2 separate regions of the Sus scrofa genome follow, and region 2 is linked to region 1. A link is a contact called in public Hi-C data. All regions are on one chromosome and are shown on one strand. The core of a region is the stretch at or near the end of the contact, and the rest is flanking DNA. Distances in the headings are between cores, read along the strand shown.

Evidence for each region. A called contact is a pair of places that touch in the nucleus more often than the background predicts.
Region 2: a Hi-C map of embryonic fibroblasts shows a contact between it and region 1, with 5 times the contacts expected there. The contact joins two enhancer-like sites. A contact is called at or near these places in 9 of 47 Hi-C or Micro-C datasets (alveolar macrophages, blood, embryonic fibroblasts and 5 more) and 1 of 2 datasets of contacts at active chromatin or transcription factors (alveolar macrophages).

Annotation. Positions count from the first base shown.
Region 1 is chr1:16,428,128-16,434,342 of Sscrofa11.1, forward strand. It overlaps PPIL4 (peptidyl-prolyl cis-trans isomerase-like 4), which reads left to right. Exons shown (of 13, transcript XM_021086908.1): 12 at 974-1,121. Among named protein-coding and RNA genes, the nearest start is that of PPIL4, 30 kb to the left of the region's middle. Within about 2 kb of position 2,349, at least 3 of the 83 cell types and tissues checked have an H3K27ac peak or open chromatin away from gene starts, as enhancers often do. A contact at or near this core is called in embryonic fibroblasts, where this site is marked.
Region 2 is chr1:16,491,205-16,497,654 of Sscrofa11.1, forward strand. It overlaps ZC3H12D (probable ribonuclease ZC3H12D), which reads left to right. Exons shown (of 6, transcript XM_003121158.4): 4 at 1,325-1,559; 5 at 4,826-4,932; 6 at 6,038-6,450. Among named protein-coding and RNA genes, the nearest start is that of ZC3H12D, 31 kb to the left of the region's middle. Within about 2 kb of position 3,392, at least 32 of the 83 cell types and tissues checked have an H3K27ac peak or open chromatin away from gene starts, as enhancers often do. A contact at or near this core is called in embryonic fibroblasts, where this site is marked.

The DNA.
Region 1 (6,215 bases), core at 1,099-3,598:
TATAAGTAACCTAGAGATGATGTGAGGCATAAGGTAGGATGCGCATAGGTTTTATGCAAATACTACACCGTCTTACATAAAGGACTTGAGCATTTGCAGCTTTTGGTATCCTCAGGGGGGTCCCAGAACTAAGTTCCCATGGATAGTGAGGGACAGCTGTGCCTTTGTTCATTAAACTTGGTGTTATTTTAATGTTTTATAAATTCTTGTTTGAATTTAAACATGATAACTATTGATATGTATTGCTAAATTTTCTCCTATAGGATGGAATTAATTTATACTCAAAAGAAGAGTCCCATCTTACATAGCTTCTCTGGCATTGGAGTTTGTAATGTCTTCATTTTTTCTACTTAAAAAGGTCCCTCATTTTCTAAATTTTAAGTTTTCTCATTATTGACAAATATATTTCCTTATTTTTTGTTACCTGTACTTTTCCTCTTTAGTTTTTTTCTCTATATTTTTTGCTCATTGCCAATTTTTTTTTTTTTTTTTTTTTTGTCTTTTCTAGGGCTGCACCCACGGCATATGAAGGTTCCCAGGCTAGGAGTCTCATCAGAGCTGTAGCCACAGGCCTATGAGCAACAACATGAAATCCGAGCCGCACCTGCAACCTACACCACAGCTCTCGGCAACACCGGATCCTTAACCCGCTGAGTGAGGCCAGGGATCAAACCTGCAACCTCATGGTTCCTAGTCGGATTCGTTAAACACTGAGCCACGACGGGAACTCCTCACTGCCAATTATTAACTGTTTATATAAGAGAAATGTTCTTTCTGCTTTTCCTGACTGTGTAGTGAAGTAAGATATGAATTAGTTCTGTTGTAGGAATATACTCTATGCTTCTGAGGTGCTTTCTGCTTGAAAAAGTTACCTTTAGCCTGATGGCCTCCTTTACCAGATTCTTACGTTTTGCTCAGTTTTGATGTGTTGCCAGTGTTAGCTCACACATTTGTCCTTAACTAGCTGCTACAGTGCAAAATATGACCTTGTACTAGATGAGCAGGCAGAAGACTCAAAGTCAAGTCACTCCCACACAAGTAAAAAACACAAGAAGAAAACCCGCCACTGCTCTGAAGAAAAAGAAGATGAGGACTACATGCCAATCAGAAATACTAATCAGGTACGTACTGATGTTCAGACTTGGCTGTAGAAAAATAAGTCTTTTGTCCATTTTTAAATTTCGTCTTGATGTACTTTAGGAGATAAGGGTGTAGTCCTGAACAGAGACGGATGTGTTCCTAACTCTGAGATGTGGAGTAGTTTCACTAGGGTAAAGAACTTTCAACTTTAAAAATATATGTAACAGGTTACAAAAGATTGTTTCTGAAGTAACTTAATATATAATTCCATGCTGTGAAGCCAGAGTGATTTTCATACCTGTGGACACTGATTTCCATCAAAAACAAGCATGGTTATGCTAAAAAAGTTCTGATTTATCATATTAATTTATCACCAAATATTATGTATAGCACTTAAAGCTCTTGAGGTTTTAGGACCTGAAAAACATTAATGCCCCTTCATATATACATTTTATATATGAAATAAAAGCAGCACCAATAATTAACCTGATCATCTCTAAAGCTGTCCTGAACAATATATTTTATAAGACAATGATAATAAAAAGTCCCCTAAAGAAAATTTATTATGGAGAGAAGAAATCATTTCCAGCCTGCAGTTTGGCTCTCTGATAAATGCAAAGGAGATTACAGTACAACCCCTTGTTTTGATTTATACGATGCGAAGGCATTTGAACCAGGCTCTGCTAGATGGGGAGGCTTTCAGTTGGCAGAGCGGACCCAGAATGGTGAGAATGTCACGCAAAGACACAGGTGGAGGGATGTGGTGTGGCTGGCAAAGGAAAGGATTTGTTGTCAGAAAAGCTAGGTTTAGATTTCTACGTTGCTAGTCATTGGTGTGCCCTCATCAAGTTAATTAACTTTCTTGAGCCATAGTTTCCCCCTCTGTGAAATATTTGTCTCCCAGGCATGTTGTTAAGATTAAGTGGGAAAAAAAAAGTGTGTGGCAAACATTTTCTACTCTGGCTGTTATTACTACTTTTACTGTTACAGTCAAGTTACTATGTTCTGAATCACTTGGAATAATTTCTCTCTGTGGTCAGGCCACTAATTGCCCCCATATTTCAATTAACTTGATTCTTTTTGATGTTTAAGGATTGCTTAAAGTTTTTTTTCTTTTGCTTTGTCGTTTTAAAAATTGTATAGCTGCAAAGTAGAGTCTACAGAATGGTACCTGGAGTGAACCCACCTTCCCTCCCTGTCCGCGCCCCCTCTGCCTCTTTCCCCACTGTGTGTATTTTGTGGTTTATTCTTCATTTCAAAAAAATTTCATCAAATGCATTTTTGTATATATTCTTAGCTCCCTATTTTTAGACTACATATCTTCCTACTCATTGCATCATCCAGCAGAGATGTAATCTCTCTTCTTTCCATAGCCTTCTGCTGTTGACAGGTTCCCGTGTTCATGCCCTGCCCTCTGTGTTTTAAGTTACACCCTTGTCAGTCCTTCAGGTAATCCTCAAGTGAAGCTGTAATAGTAATTCTTTCGTGTGGGAGGTGGATACTATTATCTCCATTGACAAAAGTAAAAAATCTAAAAAGGTTAAGCTACTAGCTGGTGGCTTGATAGGCTAAGTAATGGAGCCGGAGTTTAAATTTGGACTTGTACCCTTAACTATTCTACTGCTGCTCTTCCTGCCTGGAATATATCCCTGTCAGCAGTTTTCTTTCCTAAATCCAGTTGTTAATTCTTTTTTTTTTTGCTATTTCTTGGGCCGCTCCCGCGGCATATGGAGGTTCCCAGGCTAGGGGTCGAATCGGAGCTGTAGCTGCCGGCCCACGCTAGAGCACAGCAACACGGGATCCGAGCCGCGTCTGCAACCTACACCACAGCTCACGGCAACGCCGGATGGTTAACCCACTGAGCAAGGGCAGGGACCGAACCCGCAACCTCATGGTTCCCAGTCGGATTTGTTAACCACTGCGCCACCACGGGAACTCCCAGTTGTTAATTCTAACATAATTTGTCCCATAGTATAATATTCCAGTGTGATCTAATAGGAACATCTCCCTTTTAATTTTTTTTTTCTTTTTTTTTTTTTGGCCACACCGTGGCGTGCAAAAGTTCCCAGGCCAGGGATCGAACCTGAGCCACAGCAGTGACAATGCTGGATCCTTAACTGCTAGCCCACCAGGGAACTCCATCCTTCTTAATTTTTATATTCTATTAATTTAGCCACAGATCACCCCAGTCATTTTTAATGGTAGCTAGATCACATTTCTATGAACATTTAGTATGTTTTCCACTAAAATTCCTTAATCTACCTCCCCCCATGTTGCTTTTAGCTACAGCTCCTCGTCCTGCACTTGTACATGGAATCCTCAATGAATTTAGGCCTGACATATACATTGGTATGTTTGAGATAGGCAGAGGTCTTAAAAAAAAAAATCCAAAGACTGGCTGCATTTTAAGTCTATGGTTCCCACCCTTGCACTGCTGCTTTTTTGTGAATCCTTCTTATCTTGCTGTTCAATTACCTCAGACTTTGCAGTAGCAAGTGTCCCTCTTTTTTGGCAATAACCTCCTAACTTTATCTCTCCCCCCAAAGTGTATTATACATTGATTTAATAATCTCTTATTTCTGATAAAATAGCATCCATATTTAAGATTTCACTGGGCCCCAATTTTTTTCTGTTCTTCTGCTTTTTATCCTTCTGGTTTTAATCTCAGAAATATAATCATTAAAGGGAATTTTCAGTGCTGGGTAATTTTCAAGTATAGCTCAGATTTTCCTGTTTGCTGGTGTTTTGCTTGGTAAGCGTAGTTTCCTAAGAATGTTTTAACTTATTTCTTCAAGTGCTTTGTTTTTTTTATTGTATGTCAGCCTTACTGTTCAATTCGAAATCTCTTATTAATTTTTCCACCTCACGTCTTAATTCCAGAGGTGGTTACTGTGTTGAGGGTTTGAGTTTTACTGGGGTTACAGGAAATGTGTACTCAGCCGTGGGTTGCCTGGCTGCCAAGTGTTCAGACTGCTTGTCTGTCCTCTATGATTTTCATAGGTATTCAGTATTCTTAACATTTGGGACTCTGCTTTTGCTTTATTGCAGTCATTTACTAATATTTTAGTGATTTTAATGTAACTAAATCTGTGTCTCCCAGAGACCTCAGCAAGGATAGCTTTTGGTGATTTTTTAATTTTTTGACTGCTATACACGAAATCATTGGCTCAATTAAGTTGATTGCTTTAAATCAGCCATTTTATGGTTTTTTTTCCTATTTCTTTTTTTAGCTGCATGCTTGTTTAATCATCTTGTCTTATGTATTAAATGTATATAAAATGATAGAATTTTTGAAAGTCCATACTGGAAAGGACTTAGAGCTCATCTAATTCATTTCCTCACCTTAGATATAAAAAAAATCCTGACCCTGTAGGCCCTTGGGCCTTGTAGTTTAGTGGAAGAGTTAGAATTTGAACGTTTATTTAGATTCAGTCAAGTGTGGTGTTACTTTTTTGATTATCCCATACCATCTCCTTTTTAATTTTTTATGTAAAGTTACCAGTTCAATTAAGTAAATTAAAGTTACCAGTCAATTAAATAATTACCTCCAACCTGCGTGGATCTCCTGAGTCTGTTTCCTTATGCCTAGAGTAAGGATGATATTGTACTCCCTAAGCACTTCACACTGAGCAAGCACACACTTAGCAGATCTGCTCTGATCCGACTTCTTCCAGCTGCCTCAACTTCTTTCTTGCATGCAGACAGTGTTTATTTTCCCTAGCTTTTCAGTTGTCCTTTTACTCCCCGAATCTTCTTGCAACCAATCCAAGCCCTAACCCACACATCTCAAGTCTGTTATAACTTCTCTGTGAAACCTTCCCTGATAAATGTAACCTCAAGAGTATTTTTTGCTTGACCCATCTCTTAAGTGGCAGAGACCATTTGAACCTAAAGCTGCCCAATCTCAGAGCTTGTGTAGCTTTGAAAACTGTGCCAAGTAGAAGAGGTTTTTAGATTTCAGTCCATTGCAGATTTTCAGCTTCCTCAATTTTTTTGAAGAATTAAGTACTACATAATTCACCCCCCTCCCCATTGTAAACACTCCAAGCATTTAAGTGCCTATTGATATGGTAAGGTGCTGAAGAGTTTATAGGATTATACATTGGCTAAAACAGTCTCTCCATTTAAAAAGTACAAAGATAAGTACTAGGTATACAGTCAGAATAGTACATAGATATTTACATTTTATATGTTACAGGAAAGCACAAAAAATTCTTTTAATTAGGGATGTCACATTTTGCTCCAAAAGAGTTGGTAAAAAGTTACTTGGAAATAACTACTCATTTTTCTACCTCTGGGACTCTTGTAGAATGACAAGAACTATTGGTATTGTGTGGGAAATCATGAATCAGTTAATCATGAGATATTCCACCAACACTGTGATTATAGCAACCATGTTAAATGTGTTCTCACATCCTGCAGTGTCTATGGATGTGAGATAGTGTATGGTATCTAGACAGCACACACAATAATTTGAATCATTTGCTTGAGACCCAGTCCTTAACCATGGATATCCATCACTTGTATTTTAAACCTTGACATTCATATCCGCTATAGTAATATTTAAGGGGATAGAGTTGGGACCCTTAGGAGTTTAATCCTTAGAATTCTGCCTTTCCTTTGAGAAATCTTTTAAGAAAGTTGAACTTTATGAACTGTTCTTGAAGGAGCATTGGCTCTGTTCTCTTTCGATTTTAGCCACTTGTTGAGATACTCATTTTAATTAGGGTATTTAAGACACAAGCAGTGATAGAATTGTTGTGTTGTAACTAGTCCTATTCTATATGGAAAAGTTACTACTGCTACTTAATTATTAAGAATAGAACTAAATGGGAGGTCCCGTTGTGGCACAGTGGTTAACGAATCCGACTAGGAACCATGAGGTTGCGGGTTCGATTCCTGCCCTTGCTCAGTGGGTTAAGGACCCGGCGTTGGCGTGAGCTGTGGTGTAGGTCACAGACATGGCTCGGATCCCACGTTGCTGTGGCTCTGGCGTAGGCCGGTGGCTACAGCTCCGATTAGACCCCTAGCCTGGGAACCTCCATATGCCGTGGGAACGGCTCAAAAAGAAAAAAAGAATAGAACGAAATGTACCCACTTTATTGCCTTTGAGGCAATGGATTATTTCATTATTT
Region 2 (6,450 bases), core at 2,142-4,641, 64 kb after region 1:
TTCTCTGTACCATATATGTATTATGTACTTTTTCAAAGTCTGGGAACCATGGCATATAGGAAAGGACACAGACCGGGTGGGGGGAGAAACAACTTGGGAAGGATACACTAGTTAGTACCAGTTTACCTTTGGGGTAACTTAGGTGGAGGAGGGATTTCTTTTGTGTGTCTCCAGAGGCAAAACTAAGATCAAAGAGTAGACCTGCCAGAGATGCAGATTTTAGCTCCTGTTAAGAGGCGTTGTAATGGCTGCACCAAACTAAACATGCTCCCTCCTCCCAGCCTTCGAGGGGAGGGGGGTGGGGAGGAGGGGAGAGGGCCCCCCCCCCAAGGCACTGGTCCAGTCTCCTCACTTGCTGTGAGGCAGGGGCAGGAGTCATTTTCCTCATTTTATAAATGCAAAACCTGACGTGCAGAGACGGGTGAAGAACTTGAGAACTGGAGCCAAGGCCAGAATCCAGGCTGCAGGTTCCTAACTCCAGCCTCTCCCTGTGACATTCTTGTGTCCCTCAGAGCTGTCAGTTGTGGGCTGCTGCATCCTGATGGTGTCCCAGCAGACTCCTGTGTCATGTGGGACAATCCCAGATGGATGTGGGGTTCCTAGTAATTCCTAAGGTAGTGCCAGGGGTCTAGTCAAAATAGGGACCTTTTGCGAGTTCTGTTGTGGCTCAGCAGTAACGAACCTGATTAGCATCCATGAGAACATGGGTTCAGTCCCTTGGCCTCGCTCAGTAGGTTAAGGAGCTTCTGTGTTGCTGTGAGCTGTGGTGTAGGTGGCAGATGCTGCTCAGATCCCGTGTTGCTGTAGCTGTGGCGTAGGCAGGCGGTGGCAGCTTCAATTCTACCTCTAGCCTGGGAACTTCCCATGTGCCTCAGGTGCAGCCCTAAAAAGACGAAAAAAAAGGGGGTGTCTTCCTCCAGTGGAAGGCCTCTGTGTCTGCTGTGTTAGGGGCATCGTGGAAGGTAACCAACCTCAGGACAGAAGTTGTGGCTGCACTCTTCCTTCCAAAGTGTGTCTCCCTGGCTGGGTACCATCCTCTGGACTCCTGTCATGACACAGGCAGAGCCCACTTGACCTTAGGCTGCTGGCAAATTCCTCTGGAGACCTCCCTGCTCTTCATCTGACCGCCTGGGCCTGGGGGGTTGGGGTTGGGGTGAGGCGGTCGGGGATGTGGGGGGGGATGTGTGAGGTGGGGCCGGGGATGTGGTGGGGATCAGAGAGGAGCCTTGAGCTGCTGCCCGGCCCCGGATCTTAGGACGGTTCTGGGGGTGGGGAGTCCACTGGAGAAGGCGCTCTCCATGCGGTCCTGCCCTGTGGTCCCCAGAGCAGCACGTGCTGGAGGAGCTGGAGAGGCAGGCGGTGCTGGTGTACACGCCGTCCCGCAAGGTGAGCGGCAAGCGGGTGGTCTGCTACGACGACCGCTACATCGTGAAGGTGGCCTACGACCAGGACGGGGTCATCGTCTCCAATGACAACTACCGCGACCTGCAAAGCGAGAACCCCGAGTGGAAGTGGTTCATCGAGCAGAGGCTGCTCATGTTCTCCTTCGTCAACGACCGGTAGGTGGCGCCCACGCCGGGTCCTGGAAGCTAGCACTGAGGGGAGGGGGCCGGGGGTCAGGGAAAGGGGGTGGCACAGAAGCCAGGCCACCTAGTCCGGTCCCAGCGGGGCTTAGTCACAGGTTGTAAAGATCTTGCAGCCGACCCTGTCTTAATACTGCTTGGTTGACATTTTCAAGAGAATCTGATGGGTTTCCTCGGGTCAGATCCACCCTGGAGCCACCAGCTGCAGTGGGGGGAGGGCAATGTCAGGGTCACAAGGCACAGACCCCTTAGCAAGGGCTGGGGGAGGGCCCCTAGGCAGTGCTGAGGTGAGGAGGGCGAGATCACTGGTCTAGTGCACACATCCTCAGGCACGCTGAGGGCAATGGCCAGGAGCCTGGCAAGGTGAGTGTGGGTCACAGCATGGCACAAGGTGGGAGGGCACGGTGAGCTGGACATCACTCCCATTCCAATTTCTGTTCCAGTTCTGGGCTTTCTCACTGGGTTTTAGGAATGCGGTTTGGGACAAGGTCCCCAACTCTGTGAGGGCAGGGACCATGTGTCTTTTATCTGCCACAGCCACAGCCAGCCTGGGCATCATGGGCAGCCAGTGACAAGATGTAGATGAGTGAGTGTCAAAGGCGGCAGCTCTGGGGAAGGGAAGATGGGCAGAGAGAGGCCACATGGCCTCTGTATCAGGCCCCCTGCACCTCCTGACCCTGGAGCCCTGGGGGGGGCAAGTGTGTGTGGTGGAAAGAGCTGGGGCTTTGAAAGCGCGGGAGATGTTTCAAACTGAGGTTCTGCCATTTACTGGCTGACTGTGGGGGAAAAACGCCCCCCCTCTCTGGGCTGGACTTTTGTCACCTTGAATCAACCATCCTTGGTGTTACCGGCACAGTTTCCTCCATCCCTGTCTCACCGTAACCAAGCATTGGAACGGTGGATGTTTTACAAATTTATTAAAGTGAAAGTACATTTTCAGAGAGGGAGAGAGGACTCACGTGCGCACAGGTTAAGAAAAGAGGGCCTGGGAATTCCTGTCCTGGTGCAGTGGAAACCAGTCTGACTAGGAACCATGAGGTTGTGGGTTTGATCCCTGGCCTTGCTCAGTGGGGTAAGGATCCAGCGTTGCCATGAACTGTGGTGTAGGTTGCAGACGTGGTTCGGATCTGGCGTTGCTGTGGCTGCGGCAGCTGCAGCCCTAATTGGACCCCTAGCCTGGGAACTTCCATGTGCCTCTGGTGAAGCCCTGAAAAAAGCAAAAGCAAAAAAAACCCCACAAAAAACAAGAAAACAAAACAGGGCCTGACTTACTCTGCACAGTCTTTATACCCCACAGTGGGACCTGAGTGGAGACCCAATTTGATCTTCTGATTGGTCTTGGGCAGGACACCTTATTTGCATGGGGAACAGGTTAGATGGTGGCCAGGTGAGGAACAGGTGCCATTTCTTCTCTAGCAGGGAGTGAGCAGCCCAGGCGGGTCACATTGGGCAGAATGGCCATTACAGAGACATGGCCAGAGGCTCTGGGGCTCTGGGGAGGGGACTTGAAGCCTGTAACACTTGGCTCAGTCACCCTTAACCTCTGAGATGATCCCGAGGACCAGAGAGCAGTTTAGCCCATAGTGGTAGCAGTTACCCTCAGGCCAGGCCAGGACCTGTCCCTCCAGGAGGTCCTGCTGCCCCCACTGCCTACGGCCACAGAGGCAGAGGTCCCCTCCTAAGCCCCAGGGCAGATGGTTACAGCGACTACCCTGCAGCAGCCCCCAAGTCCCTTCCACACTCACAGGGCTGGCACTCCCTCTCTCTGGCTCAGGCCTGGAGGAATCTGGCAAATCTGGACAGCATGGGATCCAGAAAATCCTTACTGAGGTCTGTGGGATCATGGCTGCCTCTGGCCTGGCGACAGCTTGGGGCCCAGGCCAAGTGCTTTTGACAACTTGGCCTCTGCTCAGGGCCTGCTCGAAGGTCCCCGGCTGCCAGAGGGCAGAGCCTGCCGCCTGCCTGAGGGCGAGGACACCCGCCGCAAGCCCTGGGCACGTCCATAGGGCCCTCTTGGCCCAGCTCCCAGCTGTGAGGCCCGAGAAAGAGCAGGAGGTGAAGCCTTTGGGAACTTTTAATAACTGCGCTGGGTGGCTCCCCAGATTCTTGGTCTGGGCCCAACTCTGAGAAGCCGGCTGTGTAGCTGGGATCTGAGCCACGGAAAGCTACCCTGGACCCGGGATGGCCCAGCTTGGGGCTGGCCTGGTGGATGCGGTCTGCAAGGGCGACCCCAGCATGACCCTCGACTCTTAGGGGGAAACCAGCCCATAAAAACAGGCCCCCAAATAGAATCCACAACCCCTCTAGTGGGACCTTTGCGTGACAGGGAAGTGCCTCCTGGGAACAAAAGTATTCATATAAAAAAGTGGATTGTGCTAAACGCGAGGGTTTTCCTTCTGAGGAATGTTGTTTTCCCCTTTGAGCCCCGGGACATTCCCTTCCTCCTTAGACTTAATGCAGAAGGAAAGGGGCTGGCCCAGGCTGGGTGCGACAGGGACTGACGTGGCAGGGGTCCGGCAGCCCGGGGATGCTGAGACCAAACCCAGGGCCCTGCCCCCATCCCATCCCCCTCCCCGGTTTGGCAGAGGGGGCAGATCTTGCACTGAGGCTGCCTGTGTGGTCGCACCTGTGTGCAGCCTGCACCTGGGACCCACTTCCTCCCTGACCCGTCAACCAGTATTTCAAACTCTGTTAATTTTTATTCCCCACCTGATAGGCCCAGAGCTGTGGGGCAATGCAGGAGAAATGGCGTTCAGGGGACGAGAGAGGCTGTTGGTGGCCCCCAGGGGTCTCTAGCTTTCTGTTGAGGACATTGGAAGGCAGCTTAGAGGGGCTTTCAGACTAGGACCCAGGGGAGCCCTAATGCAATGATGCTTCTGCTTTAGTGGATAAAAATCACCTTGGAAGTTATTAAAATGCAGATTCCTGACCAACTTGAGGTTCTGCATTTTGCAAGGCATTCCTAAGTGATTCTGGCGCTTGAACCTCAGCGGGAGGAACACTTGGAGGAGGCCCAGGGGCTGCTGTCCTGGGGTCTGTCCATGCTGTGCTCTGTACTGGTTCTGTGTGGAGGAAGGGTTGTGTTGTTGTAACACGCTGTGACAACCCCCGGGTGGGAGAAAGAGCTCTGGACGGAGAGATCAGACCAAGGCCATGCCTCCCCAGCCCTGCCTACTCCCAGCTCCGTGCCAGTGGTGCGTTCCTGAGGGTCTTGCATTCACCCCCCTGTGCTTGTTCTCCAGGTTCATGCCTCCTGATGACCCTCTGGGCCGTCGGGGCCCCACCCTGAACAACTTCCTGAGCAGGAAGCCAAAGCCCCCAGAGCCGTCCTGGCAGCACTGCCCCTACGGTGGGTAGTGTCCCATGCCTTGTGGGCCCTGTTCAGGTCAGAAGCCCTGGCTGGGGGTGGGGGTGGTCAGCAGCCTGAGTTCTAGTCTAGGTGCTGCCTTTCATCAGCTGTGTGACTCTGGGGAGGTAACAACCTCTCTGGACAGCAGTTTCCCGACAGGGTGATTGTAACGAGGAACTGCCGGTCTGGACCCCTGTTGCATGAGAAGGTTTGTGTGGGCTGGATGCAGGAGTCACACAGGGCAAAGCCATGTTGGGGGAGCTGGGGTGCCATGTGCACACCCAAGCTCTGCTTTCTCAGTCCCTTCCCCTGGCACCTTGTGCCCATATCCTGTCCCACAGTCCCTCCACCTGCCTTCCCAACCCTTATGGACTTTGAGTGGTGCTGTCCATTAAGAGTTAAAGATCATTCTATCCCAGAACCCTCCAGGGACACCAGCCTCCTAGCCAGCTCTTTCACTAGCTTGCTTTGGCAAGTTATTCAATGTCCCCAGGCCCTGTTTTTCATGCTCATAGAAATTTAAGAAGCCCTAGGCAATATTCAAAGTCATTTCTTCACACACACTTTCGGGCAGCCCATCCAGAGCCCTTCCACTCTCAGAAGGGCCCTGGTTTGGATGATAAATGATTTGATCACCTCCTTCTCTGTATGACCAGGGCGATAGTTAGCAAGAGGGATGTGGACCATCAGGGAAACTGAGTCAGCACTGGGGGTGCAATCCTACGCCTTGAGCATCCACTCAAGGGGAAGTGGGCGCTGAAGGTCACTGCATGGAGATTCCTGGCCACGGGACCTCCCAGAGGACACCCACCCTGGCCTGGTTAGGTAACACAGGGGCACTGTGTCCAGTGCCCTGTACCAGGAGAAGTAGGGTGCCGCACCCTCGTCCCTCCTGTCTTTGTCGCAGGGCCCTTCCCCCCCACCTGTTCGGCCCCAAACCTGGTAAGTTTGCAGTAGGCTTGGGGCCTTCCGGGAGGAATCGCCAAAGAGAAAGGCCGCGGGGAGGGCACTGCCCAGACCACATAGGTCCCCTCTCCCCGCCCTCCCCGCACAACGCCTCTCACCCGCGGTCTCACCTGGCGCCCTCTCCCCCTGCCCCATCCAGGCAAGAAATGCACCTATGGCATCAAGTGCAAGTTCTACCACCCAGAGAGGCCGCACCATGCGCAGCTGGCGGTGGCCGACGAGCTCCGCGCGCAAACGCGGGTCTGGCGGAGCGCGGGCGGCGAGCAGGGCGTCTCCTGGGGCGGCCCCATCGCCCGGTCGGGCCCCCGGGAGCCAGGAGCGCGCAGCCTGCCCCCCGCGCGGCCGCTGCCGGACGTGGCGACTCTCGAAGGCAGCTTCTCGCGGCTCGCCCTCAGCGACGACTCGGGGCTCCTCCGGGCGACCCCTCCTCCCCGGCCGAGCTGTCCCGACTGGAGGGTACCTGGGCTCCCGTCGTCCCAGCCAGCCCCTCCCGGCCCGCGGGGTGGATCGCGCCAAGGCGCCTCGAAGAGCGACCGGTGTCCTCCGCGGCCC